4 separate regions of the Mus musculus genome follow, and regions 1, 2 and 3 are each linked to region 4. Evidence: chromatin contacts called from public Hi-C and HiChIP or PLAC-seq data. All regions are on one chromosome and are shown on one strand. The core of a region is the stretch at or near the end of the contact, and the rest is flanking DNA. Distances in the headings are between cores, read along the strand shown. Region 1 has its middle 68 kb from the start of Gm34361. Region 2 has its middle 180 kb from the start of Tbc1d4. Region 3 has its middle 120 kb from the start of Gm34361. Region 4 overlaps Gm34199 (a long non-coding RNA gene).

Region 1 (3,154 bases), core at 501-3,000, 810 kb after region 4:
ATCCATGGACATGGATATGAATAAGCACCAAAGTCCCTGGTTTCATTTAACTCTTAACCCTTAGCGTTCCTGTTGCAAAGTAAAGAAAAACAATTGTCTTTGCTTCTAAGGCAGCAGCCTAAAGGCTGTAAATGCTATCACAATTTGGTTTTTCACCTTAGACTTCTTAGAATTTAGACAGAACATACTCAGGACCATGAATGTACTGACCTGGTAGTTTCCTCTTTATTGAGGCTCTAATTCATTCTGCAGACATCCTGTCTGGAAACATCAATAATTGGTTGGCTTGGTAACCAGGAAACTGTAATTGTTTAGAAAGCCCTACAACAGGTTTTCCATCAATGTTCCTTTGTAAGAGTAGATGGTTAGCATACCCTGAATGGTAACCCTGAATTACAGCCATAAATTGAGGTGCAAAGTCAAAGTCTGTGCCTATGGACAGTAATGATGTCATCCTCGCCCTCAGCCTGGAACAGATTTTTAAACCCTGGTATTCCAAGCCTTTCTTCATGGAAGCGGGGAAAAGACTGCATCAAGAAATCTGTCACTGGGCTATTCCTGATCAAGTTCTACTGAAAGGGTGGAGATTGATGTACCACATCAGTCAGCAGAACAACTGATTCCCCCTGGCACCTCTTCTTCACTACATGGGGGAAGACTCAACAGAAACGCAGGACAATTGCAAGGACTCTAAACTAACTTCACTTTCTTCCTAAAAAACAAAAAGGAGCCAAGCAATGCTGTCCACCAAGCTCTTGGTGGGTTTTCTCTGGTTCCCATTATTGGAGTATTTAAAAAGAAAAGGACAGTTGGGCAGTCAGCACTTGGTAGCTAAGAACACATATCATCCTTAGCACCGTGGAAACAAACACTGGGGATATCTGCAAGAGATGGTGCTTGGTGTGGAATTTGCATTATTTAGCTGCATCATTGGGGTGGCGGGGTGCTGGCTTCTCTAAAGGTTGTGACCTAACTTTGGAGATAACTGTATGTAAATCAGGATTACATAATAAACCAGAGTTTAACTTCTCATGTTATAATTTATTTTATCCTGGTTTTGTATTTTATCTTAAAAGCATTTTTATTTAATTTAATAAACAGATAGCATTTGCTTTCCTAGGCATACTTTTAAGGACTTTATAAATATTAGCTCATTTTCTCCTCATAATAACCTTAATCCAATTTTAGGGATGAGGGCACTGGCCATGGTATACTTCCATACTATGAAAACATTTCTAAAAATCGTGAACTAAAGACACTTGAGCAGACTCTGATTTATTTTAAAGTGGAAACATCAGCAAACAGCTTTCTAGGCAACCCTGAATAATCCTAGGACTCGGGAGACAAATACAAGATACCTTCGTCTTTATAAAAACAGCAGCTACAATAAACAATTTAACAGAAGCAGACTGGTTGTTTTGATGGTTTGATTTTAGGCTATTTTATTTTATTTCAACTAAAATATAGGCAAGGTACAGTCTGATGGTTTTCTGCCTCCTGGATAGGTCTCTCTCTCTCTCTCTCTCTCTCTCTCTCTCTCTCTCTCTCTCTCTGTGTGTGTGTGTGTGTGTGTCTTTGTTCTCTTCCCCATGTTTCTCTCTTCTCACCCCCTCAAAGAACCAATTATCAGAGGGCTCTCCTTCCTCCTACAAACAAGGGGAGCTAATAAAGGGATTGGTGAAGAAGAGAGCCTAATAAGGAAGGATCTACTTCAAAGGCAGAGCACATCAAAGTGAAGTGCCAGGGAGCATAGAGATCTTGCTGAGCCAAGCTGGCTTGGCCCCTCTTCACCCCTTACCTTCTGACTCAAAGCATCACATAGACAGGACTCAGCAAAGAGTTTTGAGGACTCTAGCTAGGCTACCTCCAGCTGCACCAGCTGGGACAAGTGATGGATACATACCAGGTGTTACATCGTTTGTTTTGATTAGATAAATGCTCTCAATAGATATCACTGAATAATATTATCACCTAATTCTCCTGGGTTGGGTTTTTTTTTTCTGCTTGAAGTATTTGACAGTAGTTTTTCAAATTAGGTAGCATAGATGCAAGGCGAGGAGGATTTATGTCAGCGTAGCTTCTCTACTGAGTGTGGTAAGATTTAAAGATGAAGGATGCATGATGTCATCGTTAGTGTATTATTGGAGCTCCAACAACACCAGTCACAGGGGAGGGAATGAATGAACTCCAAAGAACTTAGAAAGCTACAAAAACCCAGGGAAGGTTTTGTCTTCAAAACCAGGAAGTGTTGACAATGCAAATGTCCAGATGGAAACAAAGATTCTGATTGTCACACCAATTACTTTGAACATATGGGTTCCTGTTATCATAAAAATGAAGCACTTGGGTGTTTTTGTCACTTTCCATCCACATCTTTGCTGCACTGTGACTACAGACTCAGAGTCCAGTCTTTCCTCTTCCTTAGTATCAGTGCTGGCTACACAGATCCCTCTCTGCTTTCGATACTTGCCAGCCGGAGACCTTTCCAGAAGAGAGTACCAATTACCTCAAAGAGTATTGATGAACTTTTAAAAATGCAAATGAAGTTTTTTGTGTGTGTAACATGCCAATATCTGGAAGACAATGAAGACTCCACAGACTCACACCAAGCTCCTCATAATTGTCTCTGGCCATCATTACCTCTTACCTTCCTGAGAGTTTGAACCTGAAGACAGTTAATGATGACAGAAATCTATGCAGTGTGCAAATTCTGTGATCCCAAGGATCAAACAGGGAAATAGAAATTAACAGGGGACAAATATCTTTTCAATCTCTTTCAAAATCAAAACATGGGGTCCATAGCCAATGTTGTATTCAAAAGACCTAAAAATAAATCAACATTAGACTTATAATGCTGTCTGTCCCATATCACCTACTCCTTAACCCATGTTTTTTTTTCTGAACCGCCTACAGTTTTGGGCTTGCAGGGCTATCTACAATAGAGATTGGCTTCCTAAAGTGTACAGAAATTGTTATAAATCACTGCTATTGTACCTGAGAAGCTCAGCTGCTGCCACAGGCTGTTTGTCCTCTGTCACCTTCCACAGGAGCCTGTACTTCAGAAATGGTGCAAGGTGACAGGAAACTGTATGCTCCACTTCAACAATAGCAGATTAGACATGGTGCTTCCCATAGGAATGGGACGAGAATGTTG
Region 2 (3,253 bases), core at 459-2,958, 970 kb after region 4:
ACAAGTCCAAAACCATCAGGCTGGTGGATGGCTAAATCCTCAGGGGAAAAAAAGGTTATCACCAACCAAAGAATACACATGGAGGGACCCATGGCCATACATAGCATATCCAGCTGCATATGTAGCAGAGGATGGCCTTGACAGTCATCAATGGGAGGAGAGGCCCTTGGTCCTGTGAAGGCTCGATGCCCCAGTGTAGGGGAATGCCTGGGCCAGGGAAGTGGGTGTGGGTGGGTTGGTGAGAAGGGGGAAGGGGAGGGCATATGGGGTTTTTGGAGGGGAAACCAGAAAAGGGGATAGCATTTGAAATGTAAATAAAGAAAATATTTAAAACAAACAAAAAACAAAAATCCCAGTTATAACAGCCTGATGGATACAGTTTAAAGGCTAAAACCCACCAAAATTAGATTGTTTTTTTTATTAAATTCCTAACAGAATTAGAATGTTTTAATTAAATTCCTAACATCCACAATCTTATTGTATAGGCTCTGTTTTCCAGACTTGATGCCAAGTAGAAAGCTCTGTTAATAAGATGGCGGGTGATTACTGATTTCCGGAAAGTGAAAACATTGGCAAGGCATCCAACCGCCGCCTAGTCCTCTGTAGACTAGGAGACCTTCTCAGACAGTCTCCTAGAAAGCATCCCATATGGGCCTTCCTCACAATCGATTCAAATAGCAGCTGATTCCAAACACTGAGCAGTCTCTCAACTTCTGATCAGTGTCTCATGCTGATAGCAATTACTTCAATTACTTAAAATAGAAGGGGTTTTGTGAGATTTGAATGTGATCACAAATATGTCTTGCATGCAGAAACTACGCATACCCCTTGTCTTGGTTAGGGTTTCTGTTGCTACAACAAAACACCATGATCAAAAAACAAGTCGGGAAGGAGTTTATTCAGTTTATACTTCCACATCATCACCGAACTAAGTCAGGACAGGATCTCAAACAGGACAGGATCCTGGAGGCAGGAGCTGATGCAGGGGCCATGGAGGAGTGCTGCTTCCTGGCTTGCTCAGCCTGCTTTCTTACAGAACCCAGGACTACCAGCCCAGGGATGGCACCACCCACTGGGCTGGACCCTCCCCCATTGATCACTAATGGAGAAAATGCCCTATGGCTGGATCTCTTGGAGGCATTTCCTTAAGTGAGGCTCCTTCCTATTTGATGACTCTAGCTTGTGTCATGTTGACACAAAACCAGGCAGTACACCAATTATCAGTGCATCGCCTTTTAGCTATTATTCTTGGCCATAGTGAAGCTCGATCTTCTATTTCTTGTTTGTAGCTTGGATGGCTTATATTATCTAAGATTTGCAGGTAGAGGATACTCTGCAGATAGAGGATACAGGGAGGACCCAGTAGGAGGAAGTTGTGCCTCTTGTTTCCATGGTACTCTTCTTTGGGCAGGCACCTGCATCTGCTGCCTCCTTCACAGATGCTGCAATGTGGGCAACTTCCCATGAACCTGACTTCTGCGGTGCTCAATGGCTGGCAGAGAATGATATTCCCCATATATAGCTTCCCTCCGCGCTGCACAGACGTCTCTCTGTAAAGTGCCATTGGCTTGGCATCTGCTCATATACAGCTTCCAAGGGGCCCTTTGGGAGGGCTTCACACTTGGTGAGGCTTCCCCACTCTGCCAAGAGCTGCGACAGCCATCCCTCTCCAGTGAAACATGGCTCTCTACCTTACAGGGGGAGGGGGGAAGGAAGGGAATGGGAGGATACAGTTCCCACGTTTGTCCCTCACTGGGGTTTTCGCTCAGTGCCTGCACCCTGCGCTGGCTATTTTTGTAGCCTTTGGATTTCCGTTCACTTCTCACTTTCCAACTCCCATTCATTCTCATTCTAGTTTTTAAAAACTCACTCTACCAACTATTTCCTGTTCAAATTACTCTGTCTCCTGATGGGATCATAGGTACAGCCCAAGATAATCGGTACCTAGTGACAGGCTAAAGTTTTGTGGGTTCTGAATTTCACATAATTTGACATCCACCTTCAAAAGAAATGCTATGGAAAAGTGATAGGGAAACTTGGAGGACTCGCATGCAAAGGAGGGAGCCGGAAACAATGACATCACAGAAAATCCTCCCCCAAAGGTGGTATTGTTTCTACCCTAAAGACTGTGTGAGACGCATGGATCATCTGTGGGCTCATGGGACTTGAAAAGCGAAACGAGTCACCACAGGTGAACAGTATTTTGATGAGTTGCTGGGGCATTGGTTCTATGAGTAGCCACCCCAGATAACCTGCATATTGGATATTTACATTACAATTTATAACAGTATCAAAATTACAGTTATAACGTGGCAACAAAATACTTTTTAAGTTGGGGATCATCAAAATAGGAGGAACTGTATCAAAAGGTCACAGCATTGGGAAGGTCGGAAACCCCTGTGCAGAGGGAGTATTAAAGCTTGTCTAACGGGCTGTTCCATGACTCTTATGTGCCTGCTCCTTTCGCATCCCCTGTCACACTTTGGCTCCCTGTGAGTCCTTTTCAGGCTTTTCATGGACCTGTCCTTACCTCACGCCTGCCAGCCACAGCCAGGCTGAACACAACTTTTTTTTTTTTTCCTTACTTGTGTACAAATAAGACCTCCCATCCATCTCACCATGAGATTCTGCTAACAGAAATGTAAGCATGTAGCTGTGGCTCACTTGCCTGGTAAATGTACAAATCGATTCAGTAAAGCCTGATCTAAATAGAATTAAATGACACAATTTCCTGAAATTAGCCAGTGCCCTTTCAGGTGTCACAGTATTCAAAGCTGCGATGATGAAATTATTAATATGTAGTAGCTCCCACGTTGAGGTTTAGAGACACCAGTCTAGACTGAGAACTGCATGTTAATCTAAAAATGCATCACAAACCAGTAAAAAGAAAATGGATGCAGTTTTGCATCGAAGGCAAAATATAAAAGAACCAAACATCCATAACGTGTTCTGAAGTGGATGTCACCTAAATTATATTAGCACTGAAGTTATAGCCACAGAGACTGCTTTTCCATCTTTTAATCTTCCAATAAAAAGGAAACCTGTTTACTGGAAGATCTATTATAGACTGTTCTGGAAAAGGCAGAAAAGCCACGGTTGTTTGTTTGTTGTTGGTTTTTTTTTTTTAAGTATTATTTCTGCATGGGTTTCATTTCCTGTTGCTGTGATTCAATCTCTTGACAAAAGTAACCTGGGGGACAAGGGGTTAATTCAGCTCACGATTACAGGTGACATGCATTTTAGTGAAGGTAAA
Region 3 (3,208 bases), core at 498-2,997, 870 kb after region 4:
TCCCAATGATGGCCAACTAGGCCATCTTCTGCTACATATGCAGCTAGAGACACGAGCTCTGGGAGTACTGGTTAGTTCATATTGTTGTTCCACCTATAGGGTTGCAGACCCCTTTAGTTCCATGGGTACTTTCTCTAGCTCCTCCATTGGTGACCCTGTGTTCCATCCAATAGCTGACTGTGAGCATCCACTTCTGTGTTTGCCAGGTACCTGCATAGCCTCACAAGAGACAGCTATATCAGGGTCCTTTCAGCAAAATCTTGCTGGTGTATGCAATAGTGTCAGCGTTTGGAGGCTGATTATGGGATGAATCCCCAGGTGTGGCAGACTCTAGATGGTCCATCCTTTCATCTCACTCCTCCTTTGTTGGTGGGATTGCAAGCTTGTACAACCACTCTGGACATCAGTCTGGTGGTTCCTCAGAAAATTGGACATAGTACTACCAGAGGATCCAGCAATACCTCTCCTGGGCATATATCCAGAAGATGTTCCAACTGGTAAGAAAGACACATGCTCTACTATGTTCATAGCAGCCTTATTTATAATAGCCAGAAGCTGGAAAGAACCCAGATGCCCCTCAACAGAGGAATGGATACATAAAATGTGGTACATTTACACAATGGAGTACTACTCAGCTATTAAAAAGAATGAAATTCCTAGGCAAATGGATGGACCTGAAGGGCATCATCCTGAATGAGGTAACACAATCACAAAAGAACTCACATATGTACTCACTGATAAGTGGATATTATCCCAGAAACTTAGAATACCCAAGATACAAGATACAAGTTGCAAAACACATGAAACTCAAGAAGAACGAAGACCAAAGTGTGGACACTTTGCCCCTTCTTAGAATTGGGCTTATGTTTTGAATACTTTTTTTTTCCTTTTTTATTGGAAATATAATCTTTTCTCCCTCAATATATCCTAATTACAGTTTCTATACAAAAGATGGTCTGTTGAGACTCCCTATCCCCCATTAGTAGGAGTCCTCAGTAGAATCGCCTTTTCATAGATTTTAAGAGGCCCATCATACTAGAGACCACCCCTAAATGCTCTCCCAATTCCGGCTGTCTCTCCCTGACTTCTCTCCCTGCATCCTCTCCTCTGCCTATCTGATCTATCTAGATCTAGCCTCCAGTTTATCCATAAAATCTATTCTATCTCCTCTTCTCAGGGAGACCCATTCTCTCCCCCTAGACCCCTCCTCTTTACCTAAGTTCTCTAGGTCTGCTGATCGTACCATACTTGTATTTCTGGGTCTGGGTTGCCTCAGGATGACTTCCTTCCTGTTCCTGACATTTTCCTGAAATTTCTATGGTGTCATTTTTGAATACACACTTCCCAGCCACTGGCACTATGTGGGGGAAGTAGTGGAACTTTAGAAGATGTACCCAAGCTGCAAGAAGTAGGGCACAGCACTCAGTCCACAGGAGAAAATACTTGCCTAGCACTAGGAACTTGATCAAGGCCCCATTACAGGGAAAATCACAAGCCCTAGGAAGGAACTGAATAGTGCTGTTTAGCTAAATTCACTTAGTGTAAAGCTGTCCTGTAAATAATTATGTAGATAAACGCTACTCTCCGCCTTAATTAGAGAAGCCTCTCTTCTCAGGGAGCAGGAGGAAATGCGGAGACGTATGGCTGCACAAGGTGCTGAGAATAAGCAAAAGATAAGTGCTAAGCCCCGAACGCGTCATTTACAGCATCCTCTCCACGGCTCAAAGAGCTTTGAGTAATAGGGCATGGAAAGAATGTAAGCACTGGGATATAAACAGCAGAGCCATGAAACAGCATCTTAACATCTAAGCAAGACACAGTCATTGCGGTCACAAACCCAGGCAGCTGCAGATGCCTTCACTAGGTCGGCACGAGACTGGCCCCATCAACAGTCAGACATGAATGGAGCGGGCAGCTGGGGAATCGGGTCCCAACTCCTCACTTCTGAGCTATTTGCTCCTAATAGATTCACGGACAGAGGAAATCACTGCCTTTAGTCAAGTACCCACTCATGACCCCATCAAACTCCAAGAGATAATTCCAATCCAGTTGTCACACAGATGGTCCTGGTTAAATTAAATGGGTCACTGAACAAGACCAGAAGTCGTGAATCTGGAAAGGGGCTGGTGGGGATGGGGGAGGTGTGTGTTGGCACAGATAGGAAGGAGATAAGAGAGACTAAGAGGAGAGGGAATAACAGAATATATTGTGCACATGTAGAAAACTGTCAAATAACAAAATTAATCATGTTTTAAATGGAGCTTTAAAAAGTGAAGATCAAATCCTTTTGGGATTTGCCTGCCACTCTCTGTGGTTCCTGGCCCATTTGTGTGTGAACAGGACGTCCTGCCACATCTTGGCCAGCGTGGGCCAAAGACATGAGACAAAATAACGCTGTCCTCTTAGTTATCTGTGGAGGTAAATGGTTTACAGCAACAAAAGAATAGCTAATACATGAAGCAACATAGAAAACTTCCCCCACGGACTGCAGGGCTAGGGCTTAATACGAGCTTTGGCTAAATGGGAAACGATACCTTTATTAATCCCCGTCTTTCTCTTCTAAACGTGTTCTTTTACAGGCTACATTTTGCCTCACACATTTGCAGAGGAGGGGGTAAGTAGTTTTTAATGTGATTTTTGGTATGCAAATCCCTATCTTAAGGAAACTCATAAGTGGCTATGCCAGGGTGCTAATGGAGTTCAGTAGGAAGCCTGTCGCCCAGGATTCTGCCTGAAAAGCCCTCAGCTGGACAGCACAGGAGCCCAGATGCCAAGCTGTGGGCCACTGTCTCCAGGCAGCGCCATCTGCTTCCCTGGAAATTTCCCAGGGCATTTAGTTGGCAGCTTTAGGGTGGCCTTGAGGTCGGGGCATGCGACATGCGGCTGGGAGGCCGTCTGGCTGTTCTTCACACTTGGAAACTCATTTTCTATCATTTACTAGAATTAGCATTTGATGAGATTGTCTTTCTTTAAGGACAATAGTAGTCGAGGTCTCCTTAGCAGGAACCTAGCAAATAAATAAATAAATAAATAAATAAATAAATAAATAAATAAAATAAAATCGGGCTCAATTATCTCTCACTGCTGGGAGATTTGTGTTTCTTCTTAGGACAGCTAAGCACAGGCTTTCCACAGAGTGTGTGGAAGACCTTGAGTTTGCGAAAAGAGTCTGAGTGAAGAAGAAATTGTAAAAAGGAAAGGGAAGTGT
Region 4 (2,859 bases), core at 70-2,569:
CAAACAAGAAGCTACCAAAGCAAGGCATGGAAAAGAGTGCTGGGGTGAGAAGGGAGGGAGAAGGAGAGGGAGAGGGAGAAAGGGAAAGGAGGCAGAGACACTGACAGAGAAATGGAAAGACAGAGAGAGACAGAGAAAATTTCAACATTCGGCAACCCCCCCCCCCCCCCAGCCCTAAGTTACTAAACTGCTTCTTTGTCTGTAAACTCTGGGGTGAACGATGCCATTCAGCCGTATGTTTTGTTCAAGCACAAACCAAATTATGCTATACTTGCGTATATCTGAACATATTGGTTTATCTTACATAGAGTTTAATTGATGCAAACTTGAACTTCAGTGTGTTAGATTTTCAGGGAAAACACCATCCTGCAATTCAGAGCGTTATGTTTTTCTTTGAACAAAGAGGAAAAAAAAAAAAGGAAAAAGGCAATTAAAACCCTGCTTTCTTTACTTCATCCACACTCTCCAACCACTACAGAAATCCTGTTTAACCTCTTGGAGTGTGACCTCTTCTGTCCTTTCCTGTCCAATGGCAAAATTTCCCTCTGAGCCAACATCTGCATCCTTGGACAGATGTACTTGTGTGCAAAGTCCATGTTAGCTGATCAAGCGTGGCTTTGTTTGCACTTATTCATTGCTCACCCAGCACTGTGTAAGTGGTTTTGCATATTAACTAAGTGCACAGTAACCTTTCTTTACCTCCTTAGAGCTCCACCCCCTCCCACCCGCCGGGGGAAATCAACACTGTTACTCGCCTAGGAAGCTGCCAAGAGGTTGTCATGGCAACCGTTCAGCTTTCAGCAGCTACTTTTCTGGTTTGAAGGGGAGGGGAGAGGAGAGGGGAAAAAAAGCACCATCCACCCAACACACTGAGGAGAACTAGGCAGTTTTCTGATCAGAGTTCAGATAAAGAAAGTCACAGTAATTTGTGGCCACTGACTAAAATAACCCCGGGGATGGGAGAGTTACCACATAAGAAGCAAACTAAAAAGGTAAGCGCAAGAAAAAGGCAGTAATTAAGTTATTCGGTGGTGGTCACAATATGAAGTATTTCGGATTTTGTCAGCCCATGTCATCTAAGATGTTATCTCATGAGTCTTTTTTTTTTCATCCCGAGCCAAACAAAGATGATTTTTTTTATGGGATTCCAAACGTCAGGGAGGCAGCGCAGGAGGGTAAGCCAGCCCCAGAGGGGGATGCTCACATCTGAAAGTCATTTCCCCAAAACTTCATTTAACCCAGGAACAATGCGGCTCTCAGGCACCAGGAGCTGGAACCAGGTGCAGTGCCAGGTCAAAAGGCAGCCTCCGGAGCTCCTCTCAGTGGGGGTGGCTGGCTAGGTGTGCCCAGAAATGGTCTGATTTCAAAGGAAGGTCTGGGTAGGGCTAGACAGGAAAGGGGCAGAGTCAAGAAATGAAAGTTAAGAAACCTAATGCCCGTGGGTATAGAGGCACCCAAAGCTCTGCTAATCTGTCTAGACTCCTGTATTGTCAGAAGAAAGTAGCTCAACATGACTCTTGGTGGCAGTGAGCTGCAGGGTGTGGCAGGAAGGGGCTCTGAGCACTAGAGTGGAAGGACTTGGAACCTGTGTCGCATCCTTTTTGTTCCCCTGTCTGGCTGTCTGATTGTCCGCCTGTCTGTCCATCTGTCCATCTGTCTGTCTGTAGCACCTACTTTCCACTGGCCAACAAATTTCCCAGCATCCTCAGTATTCAACCTTCTATATTATTGAGCCCCTTTAAGAAACAACATAGGAACACGTTTTGCCGTAGTCGTCAGCACACAAGCTACTTTCTGAATCTTGGATGTGTTCTTCAGAACCCAGCCGCAGCTACAGCATCCAGATACATTTAAAGGAGCTAATAATAACATGGAAACAAAATAAAATAAAATAAATTGAATAAAAGAAAATAAACATAGATGGGGCTGGGTTGTGAGTAAATAAAAATATACCCCAACCACCAGTGCTGTTTCTAACACGTGTTTTCTTTAATATTTTACTCGATTTTTATTATCTTTTTTTAATGAGTCTTCATGGACTGTACTCTCGGGTTCCAGCACCGGTTAAAGGAGGTATCCTTCAGTACCGCTGTAAGGTTATCATCCCTTTCACTAAATGATGGTAGGGAACTTTTGGCATGAGCCAACTTGTGCTCTGACCTGAAATCCAACTCCCTTTGCCAAACTTCCTGTCTCTGTGGTGTTGCTCACTTGCATTTCGGATTTGACTTTGACAAGCAGAGAAGAGTTGAGGGTAAGGAAAGAGGTGGTGGGCAAGGCCGTGAAAGAGATGTCTATAAACACTGAAGACATACCATGGCTGAAGCCAATATTCTTCAAGGTGGAGTTCAGAAGTACATGATGACAGACCTTCAAAGATCACAAGGAACAAGAAGACAGGAGTGTGATGAGGCCCAAATAAAAAGGACCAGGACCTATAACCATTTATTCTGGCCAAACTGCAAAGTTCTTGAGACTAAGAAGGGCCACTGATAAGATCAAGAACCTTGCCTTGATGCTGGACTTTTTTCCTGCAAAGCTGAGGGAAAGTTCTAAGAGCGAAAGGCAGAGCAGAGCCTCCCCTATGTCACGAATGTAGCTAGAGGCCCCGGCTTACATAACTGTCACAGGATACAGAATGACAGTCCCTCAGCCTACAGTAAATGTGATTAAATTATCTCATCAGACCCGTTCTCCTGAGGATTTCTACAATTTCAGAAAACCATCTGTTAATGTGACCTGTCTGCTAGACCCCCACACAGCGCAGGACAGAGACATTTGTATTCAAAGACATTGCTCCCTCCAGTGATCCGTTGGAGGCCTACCAAGTTTAGTCTCTGCAGCCAGTTGAGGACAGGA

Evidence for each region. A called contact is a pair of places that touch in the nucleus more often than the background predicts. HiChIP or PLAC-seq counts read pairs in DNA pulled down with a chosen protein or histone mark.
Region 1: a contact with region 4 is called in an H3K4me3 HiChIP or PLAC-seq map of embryonic basal ganglia, with 7 times the contacts expected there. The contact joins two enhancer-like sites. A contact is called at or near these places in 2 of 39 promoter capture datasets (cranial neural crest and maxillary cranial neural crest), 1 of 484 Hi-C or Micro-C datasets (cardiomyocytes), 3 of 115 datasets of contacts at active chromatin or transcription factors (astrocytes, embryonic basal ganglia and oligodendrocyte precursor cells) and 1 of 9 other capture datasets (embryonic stem cells).
Region 2: a Hi-C map of cerebral cortex shows a contact between it and region 4, with 2.9 times the contacts expected there. The contact joins two enhancer-like sites. A contact is called at or near these places in 1 of 484 Hi-C or Micro-C datasets (cerebral cortex), 3 of 115 datasets of contacts at active chromatin or transcription factors (astrocytes, oligodendrocyte precursor cells and stem cell-derived neural progenitor cells) and 1 of 9 other capture datasets (embryonic stem cells).
Region 3: a contact with region 4 is called in an H3K27ac HiChIP or PLAC-seq map of stem cell-derived neural progenitor cells, with 7 times the contacts expected there. The contact joins two enhancer-like sites. A contact is called at or near these places in 2 of 115 datasets of contacts at active chromatin or transcription factors (SST interneurons and stem cell-derived neural progenitor cells).

What each region holds. Positions count from the first base shown.
Region 1 is chr14:101,267,476-101,270,629 of GRCm38.p6, forward strand. No RefSeq gene overlaps it. Among named protein-coding and RNA genes, the nearest start is that of Gm34361, 68 kb to the left of the region's middle. Within about 2 kb of position 1,751, at least 7 of the 459 cell types and tissues checked have an H3K27ac peak or open chromatin away from gene starts, as enhancers often do. A contact at or near this core is called in embryonic basal ganglia, where this site is marked.
Region 2 is chr14:101,429,208-101,432,460 of GRCm38.p6, forward strand. No RefSeq gene overlaps it. Among named protein-coding and RNA genes, the nearest start is that of Tbc1d4, 180 kb to the right of the region's middle. Within about 2 kb of position 1,709, at least 10 of the 459 cell types and tissues checked have an H3K27ac peak or open chromatin away from gene starts, as enhancers often do. A contact at or near this core is called in cerebral cortex, where this site is marked.
Region 3 is chr14:101,324,849-101,328,056 of GRCm38.p6, forward strand. No RefSeq gene overlaps it. Among named protein-coding and RNA genes, the nearest start is that of Gm34361, 120 kb to the left of the region's middle. Within about 2 kb of position 1,748, at least 16 of the 459 cell types and tissues checked have an H3K27ac peak or open chromatin away from gene starts, as enhancers often do. A contact at or near this core is called in stem cell-derived neural progenitor cells, where this site is marked.
Region 4 is chr14:100,458,547-100,461,405 of GRCm38.p6, forward strand. All of the region lies in intron 5 of Gm34199 (a long non-coding RNA gene), which reads left to right. Among named protein-coding and RNA genes, the nearest start is that of Gm26367, 41 kb to the left of the region's middle. Within about 2 kb of position 1,320, at least 157 of the 459 cell types and tissues checked have an H3K27ac peak or open chromatin away from gene starts, as enhancers often do. A contact at or near this core is called in cerebral cortex, embryonic basal ganglia and stem cell-derived neural progenitor cells, where this site is marked.